3 separate regions of the Sus scrofa genome follow, and regions 1 and 3 are each linked to region 2. A link is a contact called in public Hi-C and promoter capture Hi-C data. All regions are on one chromosome and are shown on one strand. The core of a region is the stretch at or near the end of the contact, and the rest is flanking DNA. Distances in the headings are between cores, read along the strand shown. Region 1 has its middle 68 kb from the start of PIK3CG. Region 2 holds the start of PRKAR2B (cAMP-dependent protein kinase type II-beta regulatory subunit). Region 3 overlaps PRKAR2B (cAMP-dependent protein kinase type II-beta regulatory subunit).

Region 1 (3,043 bases), core at 414-2,913, 78 kb before region 2:
GGACAAAAGATTTAAAAAAAGAGAAAGAGAGAAAGAGAGAAAGAGAGAGAGAGAGAAAGAAAGAAAGAAAGAAAGAAAGAAAAAGAAAGAAAGAAAGAAAGAGAAAAAAAGAAAGAAATCTGACTAGGAACCATTAGGTTGAAGGTTTGATCCCTGGCCTCACTCAGTGGGTTAAGGATCCCGCTCTGCTGTGAGCTAGTGGTGTAGGTCTCAGACACAGCTTGGATCTGGTGTTACTGTGGCCGTGGTGTAGGCCTGCAGCTGTAGCTCCAATTAGACCCCTAGCCTGGGAAACTCCATGTGCCTCGAGAGCAGCCCTTAAAAGCAAAGAAAAAGACAACACTGGATTCTTAACCTGCTGTGCCACAAGACAACTCCTCCCCTTCTTTGTTTTATAAAAGCAACTACTGGTCAAGTCCAGGTTCAATGGTTCTTTGGGACACCAGTCCACCATCTTCTCTGTCTGCTGGCTTTGCAAATAAAGTCACTCTTGTTTGCCCCCACAACTCATCTAGATTTGTTAGCCCACTGTGCATCAAGCAGTAGGAGCTTGGTAACAAGGGGAGGAAAATGTGTGATGCCTAAAAGGAGACAAATCACTTGCACTGAGCGTGGGTAAAAATGAAAGGAACAACACAGGGAAGAAGGGGAACAGCTTGAACTTGGACTAAAGTAAATTCCGTCAAACATGATTAAATACACACACAATGCCTGGAGCAAAAGCAGAAGTTCAAGTTCATCATCGGCCGAAACCCAGTTTCTCACCAGAGGAGACAAGATACAAAAGTGCTCAAGCTGAGCACTTGCCCAGCAGGCAGGGATAAAAGGATGCCGCACTGGAGGGCCTGGCAGCATCTCAGACAGGGTCAGGCCACATCCCAGTACTGGAGACACAACATGGCAAAGTGAGCAGGACAGACAACTGCAAGTCAGCACACGCGTGGTCCACAGCCAGCTCTACGCCTTCCAAGTCTAGACTCTGCGATAATTCATTTCCCATTTCAGGGCTCCAGTTTTCTCCTCTATAAAATGGGTTGATATTGTAAATCAACTATACAATTTTTTTTAAATTTTGATAAGAAATGAATGAGTTGATAAAACTGACTCAAGGAGTTCCCAGTTGTGGCACAACAGGATCGATGGTATCTCTGCAGCAGCAGGGACATGGGTTCAATGACCAGCCTGGTGCAGCCGGTTAAGGATCTCACATTGCTGCAGCTGTCGCATGGGTCCCAACTCCAGCTTGGGTTCCATCCCTGGCCAGGGAATTCCATATGCCATAGGAGGGGCCAAAAAAGAAACAAAAACAAAAACAAACAAAAAGAACTGGCTCAACCTGCCTTCCAGGATCGTTGTGAGAATAAAGAGAGTTAGAGGAGGAAGCATCTCCTAAGTGGAAAGGAAATCACACACAAGCAATGATAGAAGCATTTCTGCAGAGCCTCATCGCCTCCCTGGGACAGGAGCACAGAGCTTGGATCTGAGCTCTTGGTGGGCCTCTGGGATGTTCATTCTAAGCAGACCACTTGCTCTCAGGCGAACTTGAGCCGTGGCACAGCTGTGGTGACCGTGATGGCTTCGGGAATGCTGCCCAGGGCTCTCTTTTCTCTCCTCCTCTCTTTCCTCAGAGCCCTGCCCAGCAACAGCAAACTACAAGCCGTCCAGACTCCTGCATGCCCCACCACTTCCTCCTACTCAAATGCCTCCTCTCCCTGCTTCTTCCCCATAAAGGGAATTACTCAAGAAAAACAGACCTGCTGTAGGGGCCGCCACCCCCATCACCTGCCTCGACCTTTGACACAACAAAAACAAAATGATGCCCCTTTCTCCTGCCAGTGGCAGGGAGGGGAGAGGAGGTGGGAGCACGAAGGTGATGGGACATGTTGCCTGGGACAGGGAGAGCAGTGGGGATTTCCTGGGCTGGGCTAACACCCCCAGGACAGAGGAAACATTAGGGGCCCTCTGAGGAAGCTGGGGTGTTATATAGGGTCACAGAGGAAGCTACAGTCCAGGCTTCATTTCCTCTCCATGCGTCTCAGCTGCAGCCTTTGGCACCACATTGCCACCTGGGCCACCCTGAGAGGGCTCTCCCCAGCCCTTGGCTCCCTGGGCCCCAATGCACTGGCCCTACTCCCTTGCTGGCTTCACTTTTTCCTGGCCATCTGTTCTCCCATCGTTTGAACCCCCCAAAAGAACCAAGGACCCCAAGGAATCCAGTCACCACGGCTCACTGTGCTTTTTGTCCCTTTGTTAGGAAAACAAAAAACAAAAAACAAACCTCTGTCCCCCCATCCAGTTTGGCAGCCCCATGTTGACCAGGGTTTACTCACCGACAGGTTTGCTCCTGACTCCTTGGTGTCAGTCCCACAACTTCAGCAACAGAGATGAGTTCAGATCCCCTGGCGAGATGCTAAACGCTCCTGAGGAAAAGGGGGCTTGGAGGCTCCGCCACGATAAGCGGATGAACATTTTTATCGCACTTCGCAATTTACAGTGTCCTTCCGTGACTACATTATTTTATCGGAGCTTCACAACAGCCGCATAAGGGAGGTTGCTCGGATTTAAAATGTGGAGTTAAAAGGTCAAATAACTTGTCCATCAATCGAAACTGATGAGAGACGGTCCTGGCGCCTAAGCCCGCTTGTTGAGACTACTTCCCCTACCCAAATACTGGAACCCATGAGGATGGCTCTGGGCAGGCGAGACCCTCCTGCCCCGGGAAAAGCAGTCTGTAGCCTCGGAGCCAGGGGAGCAGGAACAGCGGCCATCAGAGCGAAAAAGAAGTCCTATGAACGCCTCCAAGGAAGGCCCGCTGGGTCCGAGAGCCCCCTGCTCCTGAAGCCCATGTCCCCTCCATGAACAGAAGACTGCATCTTGCTGCCTGTAAGCGGTTTCCTTCGAGGTGAGGGAGGAGCGACGCCAACTCCACGCCCCCAGCGTGAGGCACGCGAGAACCACCTGGAGACCTCATTAGGCATGCGCATTGCCTGCACCGCCTGGGATTTCCGCCTCCTCAGGTGATTCCGCTGCCTTGGGATGATGC
Region 2 (3,213 bases), core at 470-2,969:
ATGAAGACAGATGATACAAACTTGTCTTAAAATGCTGGATCTATAAAGACAATAATAATATGCAATGTTTGTATGGTTAGAGTTGACTAATATTGTGGGCCATGGTATTTTTATAAACTGCTTATTCCTTAAAATGCTTGACGCTTACCATTAGAAGTAACTTACTATATTTCAAGACAACATATTGTGAGATTAAGAAATGAAAATAGAGAAAACATCCCCTCATGGAATGACTACAAGTTGTATTATAAACAAAGAGGTAACACCAACATGTATTTTTATAAAAGGGACTAGTTTGCTACATATTGATTTCTAGACTTTGAATTTTCTAAGCCATGTATTAACTTTTTTTTGTGGAATTTTTTAGAAGAATAACCAAATCATCTTGCTTTTGAGATATTTTATTTACAATGATATAGTCATGGTAAAAATGATGTATTTTAAAATAGCATTTAATTGGCAAAAAAATAATTTCCTAATTCAAACTGTAAATATTTGCAGAATAAGCCTCCTTTTAAAGTCAAGAACTTCTCTAAGCACATACATTTCCAATTCTGTTTTTCGTTTTTGCTTTCTTTTTTTTCTTTTATAGGGCTGTACCTGCAGGGCATATGAAGTTCCCAGGCTAGGGTTTCAATTCAGCTGCAGCTGCCACCTATGCCACAGCCACTCCAGATTCTAGCTACTCCGCATCCCAGCCGCGTTTGGGACTCTTCGCTGCGGCTTGTGGGGGTAACGCATGATCCTTAACCCACTGAATGAGGCCAGGGCTGGAACCCACATCCTCATGGAAACTTGTCAGGAACCCGCTGCATCACCGCAGGAACTTCTGTATCTCCCACTCTACTGCTCTTTGTATGGAAGTATGTATTCCTATTTTGGGAAATATAATTCAAAACCACTCAAAGCCTAAGGGGAAAGTTTTAAAATAAACAATAACGGTTTAACCAGGCAAAGCTTTTTTTGCTTGAGGGCCTTCTGACTTGACAGTGACATTTTATTCCAATTGCTGCGCTGTCCTGTTTAAAGACCATCGACTAACTTTGGTAAGTACCTCCCAATAAATGGTGCATTTGTCTTAACAAGTACTAATTGAATAGACTGGACAAAGGGAGAGCATCAGTGAAGCAAAACAATACAATAGGACAGATGGAGAAATGCTGGATAAAATGTTGCATTATCTTTTTGTGCAAAAGAAAACCAGTACCACTATATGACTTTAAACAAAAGACATCTTCTACATTTATCAATTCAACTAGATTCTCGAGAAAAATAAAATGCCAAGGTGGAGGCCGAAGTTTCAGGGCAAATCGCGCGGCACCACCTCGGCGTGGGCTCCAAGTGGTGAATGAGGCGTGGGAATTCGGCTGAGTGGCCTGGCAGCTTTGGCATATGCGGACAGGTGGACAGCGAGAAGCGCCTGGGCGGGGTGCGGGTGTGACCCGTCTAGTCTCGGGTGGTGGGGCCCCTGCCTCGGCCTAGCCCCTCCGGGCGCGCCCCGCAAACCCGCCGGCACCTGCCTGCGTCTTCAGGCCCGCAGCGGTCGGAACTGCTGCGGGAGCGAGGAGCCAGCGGGCGGAGGTTGCCATGGTTTCCGGGAATCACGTGGGGCGCTCCGGGGGCCCCCTCCCGCGCGCCGCGGCGGGGGCGGGGCGGCCCGGGCGGGGGGAGAGGAGCGGCAGCGGCAGGAGCAGGAGGAGCCGGAGATGCTGCCAGCCCTCCTCGGGCCGCGCTCGTTCAGCCGCCGCCGCCGCCGTCGCCGCACGGAGCAGCCGCGCGCCAGGAGCCGCGGGCCGGGCCAGCCGGGCCGCCAGGGCCCAGTGCGCCGCGCTCGGTGCCGGTAGCGCCGCCAGCGCCGTCCGCGCTCGCTCGGTGGCCGCGGGGCCCGAGGCCGGTCCCGGGAGGGGGCGAGGGCGGCGCCCGGGTGCCCGCCGGCAGGGGAGGCAGGATGAGCATCGAGATCCCGGCAGGACTGACTGAGCTGCTGCAGGGCTTCACGGTGGAGGTGCTGAGGCACCAGCCCGCGGACCTGCTGGAGTTCGCGCTGCAGCACTTCACGCGCCTGCAGGAGGAGAACGAGCGCAAGGGTGCAGCGCGCTTCGGCCATGAGGGCAGGACCTGGGGGGACGCGAGCGCCGCCGGCGGGGGCGGCACCCCCAGCAAGGGGGTCAATTTTGCCGAGGAGCCTATGCACACCGACTCGGAGAACGGAGAGGAGGAGGAGGAGGCCGCGGACGCAGGGGCGTTCAACGGTGAGGATCCGACCCCCCGCCCCCCCGCGCGCGCCGCTCCCCCTTAGCTCTTCGGTCCGGTAGCTCGGCTCACCCATCTCTCCTCGCGGTCCCCACCTTCCCTACCTTCCCATCGCGCCCACCCCCTCAGCATCCATTTCTGTCTCCCACTCGCCCACCTTCCTACTCAGCGCTCTAGTCGTGCCCTCCCCCTCGTCCCTCCCTCTGGAGATGGGAAGTCGGGAGGTGAGGCTTCTCTGCCCACCCGCCCCTTCTCGTCCTGGGCTCGGAGGCCGAGGCCGGCCAGCTTGCGGTGGGCATCTGAGAGATAACTTTGACTAGGGTTGGAGACATTTCGCTCGACGGGTATCATTTTGCATAAAGGCAGCTGGCCCACTTGGCATCCTCTTTCAGCCCTTATGTTTATTAATTGAGTGTCCAAAGCGAAAAGGCGAAGGGTGTTCGGTCGGATTGCCTTTCTGTTGTTCGGACTGCAAATTTACTAAAAGGAGCGTGGAATTGGACTCACGAGGCAGAGCAAAATTTATGGTGATAGCTTTGGCATTCTTGGAAACAGAGTAATCTATTATTTTCCAATTTACCAATGCGGCGTTGTAGTGTTTTTGGACTCACAACAAAGGATCCTGTTTAGCCTGCCACCCATGGGGTCTTTGGAATGAGGAAACCGGCTAATGGTTTTCTTTTTATTTTAAACAACTATTGAATTATTTGGTGCCTTAAAAAAAAAAAAAAGTGTGTGAAAAACACTGTAGGAAGTTCTGAAAGCTTGTTGGTTGTCTTTAGAATGAAAAGCCAGTGAGTAATTGTAGGGACTGTGCCAGACACTGAAGCTAGAAAGAATGAATGGGAAAGAAAAAGGGATTTTCTCAAATAGCTGCTCCTGGCAGGTCCCACCCCTTGTGCTTACAACCCTCTCTGACACACACAGACACAACATGCCTAAGTCCCATCTTTATGGCAT
Region 3 (3,279 bases), core at 645-3,144, 97 kb after region 2:
ATTTTGAGTCATTAAAGTGTGGGATCTTAGGAGTTTCCGTTGTGGCTCTGTGTCTTAAGAACCTTACTGGGATCCATGAGGATTCAGGTTCGATCCCTGGCCTCACTCACTGGGTTAAGGATCTGGTGTTGCCATGAGCTGCAAAGTAGGTTGCAAACACCGATCCCTCGTTGCTGTGGCTGTGGTGTAGGCTTGGCAGCTGTGGCTCCAATTCAACCCCTAGCTTGGGAACTTCCATATGCCCTGGGTATGGTCCTAAAAAAAGTAAATAAATAAAAATAAAGTATGGGATCTTAGAAACTTTTTTTTTTAAAACACCACTGCTGATTCTGATGCAGAGCTAGACTTGGAAATTATTTCAATATTTTACAATTATCTTAAATTTTTTTCTCTTTTTAAAAAATGACTAAGTCTAAACTATAACCCTTATAAAATTATAATAAACGAAATCGGAGAACAAGATGTTTAGTTTCCTAGAGACTTAATCCACACTTGCATTTTTCCCCCATCCTATCAGTTCATTTAAATTCAGCCTTAATATGTTGGCACAGTAATTTATTAAAGAACATATTCCAATTAATTTTACTTTATATTAAACGGTATTGTTGTTTATCAGTTTATGCCAAACTAACGTAATTCTGAGCACTCTGAGAACTAAATGTTTGGTAGGAATTTTTGTAATATAAAATTTGTAGTAAAACCATTTTTAGAGCCATTAGCTTTAAAGTTTTCCCTGGTTCCTTATTTCACTTCTGTATCCTTGAGGTTAAGTAGTATAAACATAGGAACATTTTAGAATGATGAGCATGATAAACACTGTCATCAAACTCTCCTCAAAGAAGTCGTAGTTTCTCTGTATATTTTAAAAAAGAAACTCTGGTATATGGATGTGATAAAAAGCCTAGTCAATAATTTTTCTATATCTCTTTACATTGTAAGTGCATGATTAAAAATTTTTCCTAATACTGTTTTCCATCGTTTTTTTTTTTACTGCAGTCCACAAGAAACACATTAGGAAATGTCACACCAGTGTATATGTTTGTGTGCCTTTGTGTATAATGGAAATAAATATATAACTCAACACTTGACTAAAAAGGATGCCCACAGATTTTCTCTTTTGTTTTTTCTTTTTTAAAGATGAAAATGCCGGTCATGGGTCAAGGGGGTCAAAAGGTACAAATTTCTAGATACAAATGCATGCTGAGGACAGAGTATACACCACGGTAACCAGTTAATAGTAACAGTGTTGTACATTTGAAATTTCTCATCACAAGAAAAAAAATGTGGTAGCTATATGTATGGTGATGGATGTTAATTAGAGTTAATATGATCATTTCACGATATATACAGATACTGAATCATTATGTTGTACATTTGAAACTAATAAAATGTTGTGTGCCAGTTACACCTAAAAAAAATGCCAGTCATGTCCCACCGAATTGATTTCATAACACTCTAAGGCTGTTATCTGTAGCGAAAGAACTCACTTGCTGGTTTCAATTCTCAGAAACTAAGTAGGATGATGGGGTTGCCAGGGGCTGAGGGTGGTGGGGAAGAGGTAGGTTAAAGAGAAAAAACTTGCAGTTATGAGTAAGTTTTGAGGATCCGGTGTAAAACGTGATGATTATAGTTAACAACAGTATATACTTGAAAGCTGCAAAGAATAAATCTTTAATGTTCTTACCACAGAAAAGAAATGGTAATTATGTGAGGTGATAGCGGTATTAACCATCTGTGGTGGTAATCATTTCACAGTATATAGGTATGTCATATCAACGTATTGTTTATACCTTTAATGCATACGTCATAAATCACTTTTCTCTCAAAAGGGGAGGGGGTGGGGCAGGAAAGAACGGGGAGCGTATTAAGTGGTGCGACAGCGCCACCTTGTGGTGTAGCCCGCCGGTTACACGTTGGTGCTTTCTTTAAAAAACCTGAAAGTCACGTTTTATATGGTTCTACATGTATGCTTAAAGAAGTAATCTGAAATGAGTTACGTTAGAAGTATAATGATGTTCATCTTTTATTTCAAAATCTTCAATTATTGTTTGTTCTTTGTAGGGAATAAATTCAAACTGTCTCTTCAAACCTTCTTTCCCCATAAAGTCTACCTTTTAACTGTCTTCGTATTTGACATTCTGCCTTTAGGACAGGGTAACCTTCAGGAGAATAATTGTAAAAAATAATGCCAAAAAGAGGAAAATGTATGAAAGCTTTATTGAGTCACTGCCATTCCTTAAATCTTTGGAAGTAAGTATATGTTTGTGCTTTTATTTTGCTTTAAAAGCTTTTGTTTTGTTGGGAATGCTTAGTTCTATTGGAAGTTTCTTTGAATAATAATTTATCCATATTTTCATTTGAGAAGATTATATAGCGTTTGTACAGCTCAGCCTTTCTTTTCCTGCCTATAGCTGCATTTGTTTTGTCGTATGTAAGCAATAGACTCCTAGGAGCATCCTTGGCAGATCTGTATTTGGTCTTTATCTGAACGCAGACTTAAAAGAACCCCACAAATGTAGGCAGTGGCCGCTTAGTTATGCCTTTATAGGATCAGATTATCCAAATACAGCACATCCTCACTGGCCTCTCCTCCTTTATTCCTCTTCTCCTTTCTCCTAAAATTGGCATTCTAGGGTCTCTTTTTCTTTTGGCAGGCTCACCCTAACCCTCTTCACATGGTGAACTTGTCAAATCCCCTGGCTTATAAGTCTATTATGTTGATGCCTCTTAGAATTGTTGTTACTGGGCAAGGCCCAGCCCTTGAACGCCAGGCTCATTTATCTAACTGCATATTTAACATTTTCTCTGGGGTGTCTGATAGAAAGCTCACACCTAATCCGGCCCAAACCTCCTCCCACCCCACTTCCCATCTTAGAGACAGCACTGCCATCCTTCCAGCATCTAAGCCACAGTCCTTCGGACTGACGAACTCATGGGCGGATGTGACTCTCTGTTGGCTTAAAGTAGTAGAAATTCAGGCCACATTTCAGAATGCATTTTGGGCAGCTGATCTTTTCCAGCAACAGTTCTCTCTAAATAAAAATAGCTCAGGGGTTGGAAATGCACATGCCTTAGAGTTAACATATTGAAGAAAACCAAGCCAGGATGGGACTTTGGTAAACTGGAAAACATGTGCTCCATCTAAAGAAACAGCTGCTAGTTAACAGAGTTTATTTTTGCAATTTGGAGATATGGGCTGACTGTTGCTGAGTGTCCCGATTTTTCAAGAGAAGCTGGAAATTCAAGTTTTTATTGAAAATTTATTTTAAAATGTGGGCA

The links. Promoter capture Hi-C pulls out the DNA fragments that hold promoters and counts their contacts. A called contact is a pair of places that touch in the nucleus more often than the background predicts.
Region 1: a contact with region 2 is called in a promoter capture Hi-C map of liver, with 2.8 times the contacts expected there. The contact joins the enhancer-like site here to the promoter of PRKAR2B in region 2. A contact is called at or near these places in 1 of 5 promoter capture datasets (liver) and 5 of 47 Hi-C or Micro-C datasets (embryonic fibroblasts, epiblast stem cells, liver and 2 more).
Region 3: a Hi-C map of fetal liver shows a contact between it and region 2, with 1.7 times the contacts expected there. The contact joins the enhancer-like site here to the promoter of PRKAR2B in region 2. A contact is called at or near these places in 8 of 47 Hi-C or Micro-C datasets (blood, embryonic fibroblasts, fetal liver and 3 more).

What each region holds. Positions count from the first base shown.
Region 1 is chr9:106,771,573-106,774,615 of Sscrofa11.1, forward strand. No RefSeq gene overlaps it. Among named protein-coding and RNA genes, the nearest start is that of PIK3CG, 68 kb to the left of the region's middle. Within about 2 kb of position 1,664, at least 11 of the 83 cell types and tissues checked have an H3K27ac peak or open chromatin away from gene starts, as enhancers often do. A contact at or near this core is called in liver and retroperitoneal adipose tissue, where this site is marked.
Region 2 is chr9:106,849,325-106,852,537 of Sscrofa11.1, forward strand. It overlaps PRKAR2B (cAMP-dependent protein kinase type II-beta regulatory subunit), which reads left to right and starts at 1,720. Exons shown (of 11, transcript XM_021102599.1): 1 at 1,720-2,252. The coding sequence starts at 1,949.
Region 3 is chr9:106,945,662-106,948,940 of Sscrofa11.1, forward strand. PRKAR2B (cAMP-dependent protein kinase type II-beta regulatory subunit) reads left to right here. Exons shown (of 11, transcript XM_021102599.1): 7 at 2,149-2,250. Among named protein-coding and RNA genes, the nearest start is that of HBP1, 19 kb to the right of the region's middle. Within about 2 kb of position 1,895, at least 12 of the 83 cell types and tissues checked have an H3K27ac peak or open chromatin away from gene starts, as enhancers often do. A contact at or near this core is called in fetal liver, where this site is marked.